Linked DNA regions of Capsicum annuum: region 2 is linked to region 1. Evidence: chromatin contacts called from public Hi-C data. All regions are on one chromosome and are shown on one strand. Each heading gives the region's core, a stretch centred on a gene start, on an enhancer-like site or on the middle of the called end of the contact. The rest is flanking DNA. Distances are from core to core; before and after follow the strand shown.

The links. A called contact is a pair of places that touch in the nucleus more often than the background predicts.
Region 2: a contact with region 1 is called in a Hi-C map of leaf, with 4 times the contacts expected there. The contact joins the promoter of LOC107843341 here to the promoter of LOC107843325 in region 1. A contact is called at or near these places in 2 of 5 Hi-C or Micro-C datasets (leaf and placenta).

What each region holds. Positions count from the first base shown.
Region 1 is chr10:171,715,031-171,720,186 of UCD10Xv1.1, reverse strand. It overlaps LOC107843325 (dynamin-related protein 3B), which reads left to right and starts at 2,644. Exons shown (of 4, transcript XM_016687562.2): 1 at 2,644-3,207. The coding sequence starts at 2,833. LOC124888061 reads right to left here and starts at 537. Exons shown (of 4, transcript XM_047398263.1): 1 at 323-537; 2 at 1-95. The coding sequence starts at 410.
Region 2 is chr10:172,321,343-172,326,498 of UCD10Xv1.1, reverse strand. LOC107843341 reads right to left here and starts at 2,762. Exons shown (of 1, transcript XM_016687580.2): 1 at 216-2,762. The coding sequence starts at 1,881. The coding sequence ends at 376.

The DNA.
Region 1 (5,156 bases), core at 1,395-3,894:
TTCGCCTGCAGCAGGTCCAAAAACCAGATGATCAAACTTCTTGTATTGTTTCCTTTGTGGAACTTCTTCAGCAGAATGCTGCCGTAGTTCTAAAACTGCAAAGTAAACAATTTTAACCAGTAAGTTCTATTGACTCTTCAATTTTAAAAACAAAGAGTGTATTAAAACAGAATTTAAATTTTGTGCACTATCACTATACACAATATTCTACACTAAACTTGACCTGCAGTTAAAAAAATGGGTAACGAAAACTTAAACTCAGTTAAAATATAGTTTCATCTATTCTATAGTGAAATAGGGAAACTAAGTGGGCATTATTCACCTGACATAATATGAAGAAAAACAATAAAGAAAGACAAACATAGAACAAGAAAGGGGCGCCATCCACTGCATATACTCTTTCCTAGCATAGCTAGATCGAGCGGAATTGGCCGGAAAATGAAAATTGGGGCTTAATGGATCTGATTTGACTCCAAATTTGGAGTCCCGTACAACCCAAGCATTTCTCTTTTTTACTTTTTTCTTTTTTTGAATTTTTGCCACATATTTAAGTTTGTCTATTTTATTTAAACTTAATTGTTTCTGGTTATTAATTATTCCTAGTAAAATTTTAAAAAGAAAAAAAATTATATAACACCACAATTTATTTTTATTAAATTAAATAAAATTTTTACCCTTTTTATTAATTATCTAAATCCCTTTTGTAAAGCAACCGAATATATCCACAAACTCATAAATTTTCGAATACATAATTTTAATTATTTTAATTGTGTATCTTTCTTTGGTCTAGTTAATGTATTATGTATTTTTATCAAATAATTTCAATGTATCGCATTAATCAAAATTATATATCTCAACTTCAAAGTTATGTATTCGGATGCTAATTAAGTATTCGAGCAAAAATAAAATAATTAATTGTTACATTATTAAATTCAAAATTATGTATCTCAACTTTAAAATTATTTATCCAAATGCTAACTACAACATCATACCCAATGTACTCCCACCTAATGGGATCTAGAGAGGGCAAAATATACGTAGTTCATATGATTATTTCCGAAGATTTAAAGTGGTGGTTTCCAATAGAACTCAAGATAATATATTCATTAAAAAAGAAAAAATATCCAGGCTTGCCAACAAAAAGTATCTCAAGTAAAAGCTTAAAAGGAAGAGGAGAAAAGGTGAAGGAGCAGACAAACCAGGAATACTACTTTTCTCGGCCAGAAAAATAGGGAATTAGTATCAAAAGACATGATTAATTATGTATCCAAAAATTACAAAATAAAGAATTATTTATAATTTAACAAAAAAGTATAATACAGAATATTAGGGATAAAATTGTTGGAATTTATATAAGTTTTACTTTTAAAAAAATGGGGGCATCAAATGTATATTTTACTTGAGATAGAGTGAGATGTAAGCCTCAAAAGAGTGAGACGGAAGCCTTGACACATAAAATATGTGTTATGAAGGCCCACTAATATTTAGATTTTTAATTTATAATATATTAAAACAATATATTAATAAAAAACTATAAAAAAATGCATTAATAAGTCTAAAAATAATTAAAAAATTCATAATAAAACTTCTAATATGTTTTTGCAGTTATAAAAAATGTAAGGATATAATCATATAAAAGTTATCATAAAATGAAAATAACTCTAGCATGTCAACTTTCAAACAAATAAAAAAAAAACAATAGCAGCATACCCAAGCTAACCCAATAAAGTGGGAATTCAGAACAACAAAATATCACATTTTAAAAAAAATAATTACTATCATACAATGTAATTTACTTCATTAAAATAAATACTTTATAAATTTTTTTAATATTACGATTAAAATTAAAACATTAATGATTCATGAACAAAAGTAAAATTACTTTCAAATAAAGAATAATAAAATTTTGAGACACATATAAAAATATGAATGATGTAAATTTGATTATGTATTTTAAAGTGATATTATCCTTCAAATTATTCTCAAATAATAATTATGCCAAACTACGGCTGATTTGGGTTACTGATGAAAAATTATTGAGCATCAATTATATGTTAAAAAAATTATAAGGGTATGTTACTTAGCTAAAAAAAATTATCACGAAAAAATAGTTAAACAAGCAATGAGCATTGTGAACCTCACAAAACTAGTTTCACATATCAGTCTCAAAGTATTTTATCTGTATCATCCTAAATCGAGCTCTACGATAAACACCAAAATTGTCTTTTCTAGAGATTTATTACTCAGCATGTTTTTTTGCACAATAAAATTTATAGAAGTACTAATAATCATCATTTGAACACTATTTTAAATATTCTTTGGAAAAATATAACGAAATATAATTTTAAATTTATAAATTTTAAATAAAACAAAAAGTATTTAAAAATTATGGTTGATGACAAATAAATAAAGTTTAAATTTAATCGAAGTCCTTCAGAAATTAATAAGACTATTACGAGATATAAAAATCATACTATGCGGAAATTATAATTTATGAACTAATTTATCTCACTTAAAAAATGAGATCAAATAATTTCAGTTTAAATGTAATAAAATAGAATATCCCGGAATTAATCGTGAGATAAACTGCACTTAATAAGGACAATTTTGAGCGCAATTCCAAAACTTAGAGGACCATTTTATTCCCTTTCTTCCCTGTTAAGCATGCAAAAGTTTTTATAAAAACTTTTTCAATTTCCAAGCTTTTATTCTTTTCCAAGAATCTTCAACACTTTATTATATACCTTCCTCTCCCACTCCCCTCTCTCTCTATACACTCCATTCTCAATTCTCTCACACTTAAAAGCAAAAATTTAACAAAAAACAAAAGCAATGAGGAAGAAATCAAACTCAAATTCGAACGGCGACATTCCGCTCATCGGTTCATCAGTAATTCCCTTAATCAATAAACTTCAAGACATTTTCTCACCACTCGGCGACATCGATAATCGTCTTACCGGTCTCCGACTACCGCAAGTGGCGGTGATTGGTAGTCAGAGTAGCGGTAAGTCGAGTGTACTTGAAGCTTTAGTTGGTCGTGATTTTCTACCGCGTGGTTGTGATATTTGTACTCGTAGACCGTTAGTTCTTCAGCTTGAGAAGTGTTGTGATGATGGGATTGGTAGTGAGAGTTTTGAATGGGGCGAGTTTGGTCACCTTCCGGACAAACGGTTCTACGATTTTGATGCTGTTCGCCGTGAAATTCTGGTCAGATTCTTCTCCTTTTGCTGCTTTTTTTATTTTTCTGGAATGCTGTGAGTTTTCGTGTTGTGTTGTATTGTATTGTTAGGTGGTTTGGATGAGCTCTTTTTTAAGTGACTTATAACTCAAAAACTAAATGCCAAAAGTAGGTAGCAAACAACTTTTTTTGGCTTTTATTTGTACTTTTTAAGCCTAAGCCAATCCAAACACCCTATGTATTGTGTTGTTAGTTGAAATGTATTTGTTTTGATTGTATGGTATAAATTTTATTGTATGGTATAAATTTTATTGTATGGTATCGTTTATCTATCCATTGGTAGTTAACAACGAAAAGTTACGTTTGGCATAATATATAAACATGCCCTTTAATTTGGCCTCAGCTTGCATCTACCACCTCTAACTTTGGATGTGTATAAGTAGACACTTAGACTTGTATAAAGTTGAACAAGTAGACACACGTGTCCCATATGACAGACACAAATTGGTCATGTAGGATGCCAAATAGGACACATGTGTCTACTTGTTCAACGTTATATAAGTTCAAGTGTCTACTTGTGCACACCCAAAGTTGGAGAGTATAGATGAAAGTTGAAGCCAGGTTAAAGGGCACATTTATGCATTATACCTTTTGTGTAATGATTGATTTGGTGTGATTGTATTGTTATCTGATTGTTTTGGTTGTTGCTGAAATTTTATTGTATTGTAGCGTTGAATCCATGTTAGTCAATGCTGAATTCTAGCTTGTTTGGATGGTTGTTACCCATTGTATTGTACTGTTTTGTTAGTTTAAAATATAATTTTTATTTTGATTATTGTTGCTTAGATTTAATTGTATCACATTGTTTAATCCACGTTAGTTAAGGGTGAATTCTAGCTTGTTTGGATGGTTGTTACCCATTGTATTGTCTTGTGTTATTAGTTTAAATACAATGTTTGTTTTATTTCAAGCTTAGTCGTGAGGTATTCCATCTTATGCGGTACAAAACTCTCTTAGGGCTCATTTGGTTGGGAGATAAGTTATCTCGGGATTGTTATAATACCTTCATTGTCTGTATTGGTAAATGGAAGTCCTTGTGGCTTCTTTGGGAGCTCGAGAGGCTTGAGACAAGGAGATACTTTATCTCCTATGCTATTCATTTTGGTATTGGAAGCTTTGAGCAAGATAATGGACAGAGTAGTCAGTGGAGGTCTTTTGAAGGGATTTGATGCTGTATTTAGAGGGCAGTGTAACTTGACAGTTACGCATTTGCTGTTCACAGATGATACTTTGGTCTTATATGATGCGAGTGTGGCCCAATTGAATGTTTTGAGACAGATCCTTATATGGTTTCAGGTTGTGTCAGGCTTAATGATTAGCCTTAGTAAATGTGAAGGCGCAAGTGTTGAATTGCAAGGTGGGTAATCTACCTACTACGTATCTGGGACTACCTTTGAAAGCGTCTAGCAAAGATCTCACGGTGTGGAATCCGGTGGTTCGGTGGTTGAGAGAGCTGAGAAGTGGCTAGCTGGATGGCAAAAGAGGTAAAAGGGAAAACGAAGTTTTGATCAAGAGCACTCCTCCTAGTATGCCTACATACTTTATGTCACTTGTGCAGACCCCTAGCAAGGCAATTGAAATGTTGGAAAGACTTCAACATAACTTCTCATGGGACTCAGCCGAAGGCACTAAGAAATTTCATCTTGTGAATTGGAGAGTCGTCTCATCTCCAAAGGAATAGGGAGGGCTTGGAGTGAAATATGTCCAGGTAAATAACAAAGCTTTGTTAGGAAAGTGGATTTGGAGATTTGGGAGGGATGAAAATGCTTTTTGGAGGGGGTGGTAGCGGATAAATATGACATAATGGATGGTGGGTGGAGGACTATAAACATTGTAACTCTGTTTGGGTGTGGTTTGTGGAGGGGTATCATGAAGGGGTGGGAAGGTTTCTATCGACATATCTCCTTTAAGGTTGGGG
Region 2 (5,156 bases), core at 1,513-4,012, 610 kb before region 1:
CTTAAGGCCCATTAAAATGGGCTCAAACCGAGATCTCGGACTAAAGTAGAGGATCAACCATCCCAAGAAACCCAAACTTTCACAATAAAAAGAAGTCATAAAACCAGATACTTCTTTATGTTAGCTAACCGAATTGCTATGTTAAGCATGAAAAGCTATGAAATTAACAGATGAACACGATATCAATGACTATGCTAATAAACCAACGGGTGAAATTTCACAGAAAAACACTTGCAATAAAAACTAGTTAAGATGACAACTGCCAACCACAACATTTAGTGTTTTTCATAAAACCACACTACATAGATAATACAAAGTGCTGAACGAAGCACCAGCCCTAACAACCACCCATGCATTCCCCCAGTATGCGTCTGTCTAGGTCAACATGAGGTCATTTCCTACAAGGTGAGGACGGAGACAAACCCGAACTTCGTGTTCTTCTTCTGGCCCCTCGCGAACTTTTGGCACCATGATCTCGAGCCCCGTCCCTGTTTCATCATAATATGCTTCAATTTTAGCATCTTCAGGAATTCTGGTTGGAAGAGGAATTTCTCTGACGAACTCTCCTGGAAGGCAGTGTTCTGAGGATGAAACTTGAAGCTTGAAAGTCCTATTGAATCTCTTGATGAATGGGTTCCGAGATGTGCTCAAACAAGACACCTTGATTATCCCACGTGTGACCATGTTCCGCCATGAAACTTTCACTCTTTGAAGATCAACAAAGGGCAAGCTGATTACGATCAAATAACCTTCTTCATCTTCATATATACTTTTCGCAGCTGTAACAGGACCATAAGTATCCCTCATCACCCCACTAAATTCATTTAACCAATGTCGTTCATTTGAGTGAATTTCAAGGTCCGGAATTTGCAAGGAAGGAGGATTGACTTGCAGATGACAATCCTCTTCAGTTCCATTTGAGAAGAAGTCCTTTTTCCTTTTGCCGTTGACAGGTAATAGATCCATTGCATCTCCATTGGTATGATTGGATGGCTGAGTTGACAAATTAAGTCCTGAACCATTAAGCAGTTTCTTTGAGTTGGAATGTGGATTACTCTTTATTGGCGGAGGTGGCCTCTCAAGCTCAAATTCGGTGTTGGGGAGGTTTCTCCATGAACTGAAATCACTAGCTTCCGGTGGGATAGTGAAGTTCACATCCCTACCAGTGAGTTCCTTCCATCTTTTGCGCTCCTCTTCATCAAGAACCATGAGATTGGGAGATGACACAACCTCAATCCCATGAACACATTGAGGATTCGATAAGCCTCTGTAATGCTTCCTTTGCATCCTATGTGATCGAATGAAACCCCTATCAGCGCTAAAGGGAAATGGACGTTCTCCTTGTCGAGAATGGCCATTCATGTAACTCCGTAGCTGCATCTTACCCAATGCATTCTCAGGTCTATCCTTGAACACCCACATATACATATTCTCCATATCATGTTGAACCATAAAAACATCGAGTTGGAGATCAGATTTATCAAACCCCGAGATTCCATTACTATCGCGGATCATCTTAGCCTTAGATTTCTCACTTAAAACAGGCTTAAAGTAGAAACTAAAGAAAAACCACGCGCCCCAGATACTATCTACACGCTTTACACATTTCCTCCCTACTTTAGGCACACTAAGAAAAGTTTCACTCTCATAGATCTGTGTCCCTAGCCCAACATCAAGAATATCATTCCACGGTTGAGGAGGCGAGCTACGCTCAGCTGATAAGGGCAAATTAATATCAGGGGGACGCGTTATAACAACTTGGCGATTCATCTCAAGGTCTAATTCCTCATGTGAAGAAGAAGCACTTGAATCCATTGACAAGAGTGTTAAAGGGTGATGATGATTCTCCATTGACAATGTTGTAAGAAGTGTATCTACCATTTCACAAATTTTATCTCCCTTAGGAAACAACTCTATTTGCTAAATGCTAGCTCCAATTCTTAATTACCCAAAGCAACAACTTTCTTGGAAAAAAATCAATCTTTACAAAAAACAACACATCCATTTTCCTACTCCCAACAACAACAAAAACAACAACATTCACACCACCATCAAAACCCTTTTTTACTTATTCATCACATAACTACAAAAACCCTCAAAAACCCAAATACCAAAATAGTCAAAAGTCAGAAGAAAAATCAAGAAAAACTAGACCCCCAAAGAATCTTGAAAAACCCATAATCTTTATTCACCAAAATCATACATAAAAACTCTTTATTTTTTTTTCCACTATATAATATAACTTGTGTATTTATTGAATGTATAATTGGATTACCAATCAATGAAACCAAGACCCAAAAAAAGGACTAAATCAGAAGGGATCTTGGAAGAGTACCTTTTAGGATAAGCTTCAACAACCAAGAACCCACAGACACTAGGACACTCTGAACAATCAATGGCCCTTACCATCCTCATCCTTCAATTTTTTTCTATTAATTTGAGGATTTCTTTTACTTAATACACATGTGAAAATGAAGAACAAAAGAGAAAAAAAATAGTGAACAAGTCAAGAAACACACAAGAAATATTGAGGAGGACAATTAAAAGGTGGACACACAGAAAAATTATAGGAAGGCGTTTGTTTGTGTGGGGTAAACAGAAATAGGCTGTACTAAATAACACCGTGAATGATGATACAAGAGAACAACAGTTGTCACCGTTAGTGAAAACGGTGACGGTGCTTTTTTGGACAGATAATTAAAAAAGTGTGGGGTGGGGGCGGTTAAGGCTGAGAGTAACGAGGATTTTGATAAGCATTTTTTGTTTTGGTAGTTTTTTGTTTTGATAAGTATTAATTAGGGTTGGTGTTTAGTGAGTTGCTTGTACCATTTGATGTTTTCTACGCTTTTTTATTTTTTAAATTTTTTTTTACACAAACTATAGCATGTCAGAAACGAAGTGTTGAAATGTTCGGACTATACTCGGTCGTTTGGTGTGAGATATAAGAAATAAGTAATCTTGGATAAAATGAAAAATTATTTTATCTCATGTTTGATTGCAGGTATTAATTAATTCCGAGATAACTTATCTTACCATTTATATCATAGTGATGGAATAAGTGATACGGAAATTTCTAGCTCGAGATCTTTCACACGAAGCCAAGCACGTGAGTTGCAATGACTCCAAGTCTTGTTCACATCCTTGGCCGTGTGTGAGGCCCTTGTGAGCCCATCTAAAGGCCTATACTTATTAAAGTGTGAAGAGGCCCACCAAGACACCCCAAACCTACCCACTTAAATGCCAAGGATATTTTGGTCTTTGTCCTCCTTTGAATTGACTATATAAGCCATGTAATAGGGCTAGTCTTTTTTTAGTTGACTCATATCATAGAAGACAACAAGACTTGTAATATTTTGACTTCTCTTTCTCATTTGGAGCGGCTCAAAATCGATTCTCACTAATAGAGTTATACTAGTGTTGTATCTTGGCTAGAAACTAGGTTCTTGGGGTGCTTTGAGTTCCTCTTGGTCCAAGTAAGAACTTGGTATTGATATTCATTAGTCTTAGGGTCCTTTCTCTTGTTAGGGTTCTTAGATCAATGAATATTATATGTCAAGCTTCTATCTCTTTTTTGGTAAATCTTGTTAACATTGCCTTGTTGAATCTAAAAGTCTAGTGAAGTCGTGTGAGGCTCTTTCGATTCACTAACATTGTTGTTATTTGTTGTTCTTGATACACACTTAATCTTGTATCACTTGGTATCAAAGCTCAAGGCTAGGTTTTGTTCTTACAAAATCAATCTTGGGAAGCTCTTACCAAAAAGTGTTTTCTTGAACATTTTTGTCGGAAATTGGTTGTAGATCTACAAAAGATTTTACTTGTTTAGTTTGTTTCTTGTGTTGGTTTCTTCCTCATCAACACAAAAAAGTGTCTAAATCTAAAGTTACTTGAAGTGGCCGTCAGTTTGTCTTGTGTTGGGACGTTGGAGTGATTATTGTGGTGTATTGTTGTTATGTTCTTGAAGGTGTTGATGTTGTGTTCATCTTAAACTTCTCTTCATCCTACGTCTTAACTTCTCTAAAGATTACTAGATCCAAAAGGGTTATAAAAACAAAGTCAAAAATTGTTTCTGAGAAAACTTACCAACATCACCTTTTCAAGACTTGACAACCACTTTTCCTTAAAACAAGGAACCTTGTCTTTTCAACATCATTGAATTAGGGATGAATCCCATGTTTTTAGGCTAAATAGGGGTAGAAAAATGACCCTAATACCCCTCTGAACGCGGGTTTAAAAGATTGAAAATGTGCCCAGCGACGCTATAGACTACACGACGCGTCAAGGGTACCTACCAACGTGATATCCGATGATGCACCGATATCGCGTTGGCTCACTTGAATTTGCCTTAAGATGAGGAACATTTTATCTATCGACGCGATTGGCGATACGACGTGCCAACATTGTGTCGACTCACTATTTTGGGATTCCAAAAAAGGTCTAAATGAGGTTCGAAAAATTTGAAACTTGTTTGGAAACCCCTATTGACATACTGATCATGAATCAACTTAAAGATCGATATTTAAAGGTCGGGAAAGTTGTGAAATAAGATTTTCAACTTATGAAAGCTAGAATAAATTCTAAGTGTAAATACTTGGCTGAAATTTCTAAGTCTGCGACCTCTTTTCATGCTTTAACGGACTGAGTTAATCTTAGAATTTTGCAGGGTCTTACAGGAGTAAAGTACTGGCCAGTTAAGAACTCTCACATAAAAAAGTTGGAAGGTGGCGGAGATGAGGATGTTGCTATGGATATGTGGACTTATTAGGAGGAATATAATTAAAAATGAGATTATTCGGAAGATGATGAGAGTGGATTTAGTGGAGGACGAGATGCGGGAAGTGAGGTTGCGATGGTTCAAGCATGTGATGAAGAAGGACACAGATTCTCTAGTACGGAGGTTTGAGAGGCTAGCGATGAAAGATTCTTGATGGGATAGTGGTAGGTCAAAGAAATATTAGAGGAAGGTGATTAGGCATGACATGAAACGGCAACAACTTTCAGAGGACATGAACCTTGATAGGTAGATGTGGAGGATGCAGATTAGGGTAGAGAGTTGGTAGGTAGAAGTATGTCTGTAATAGTAGGGATGAGTGCTTTATTTGTATCTGCGACTGTGCTTGCACCGGGTTCATTATATAATAATTCCCTCCTAGCCT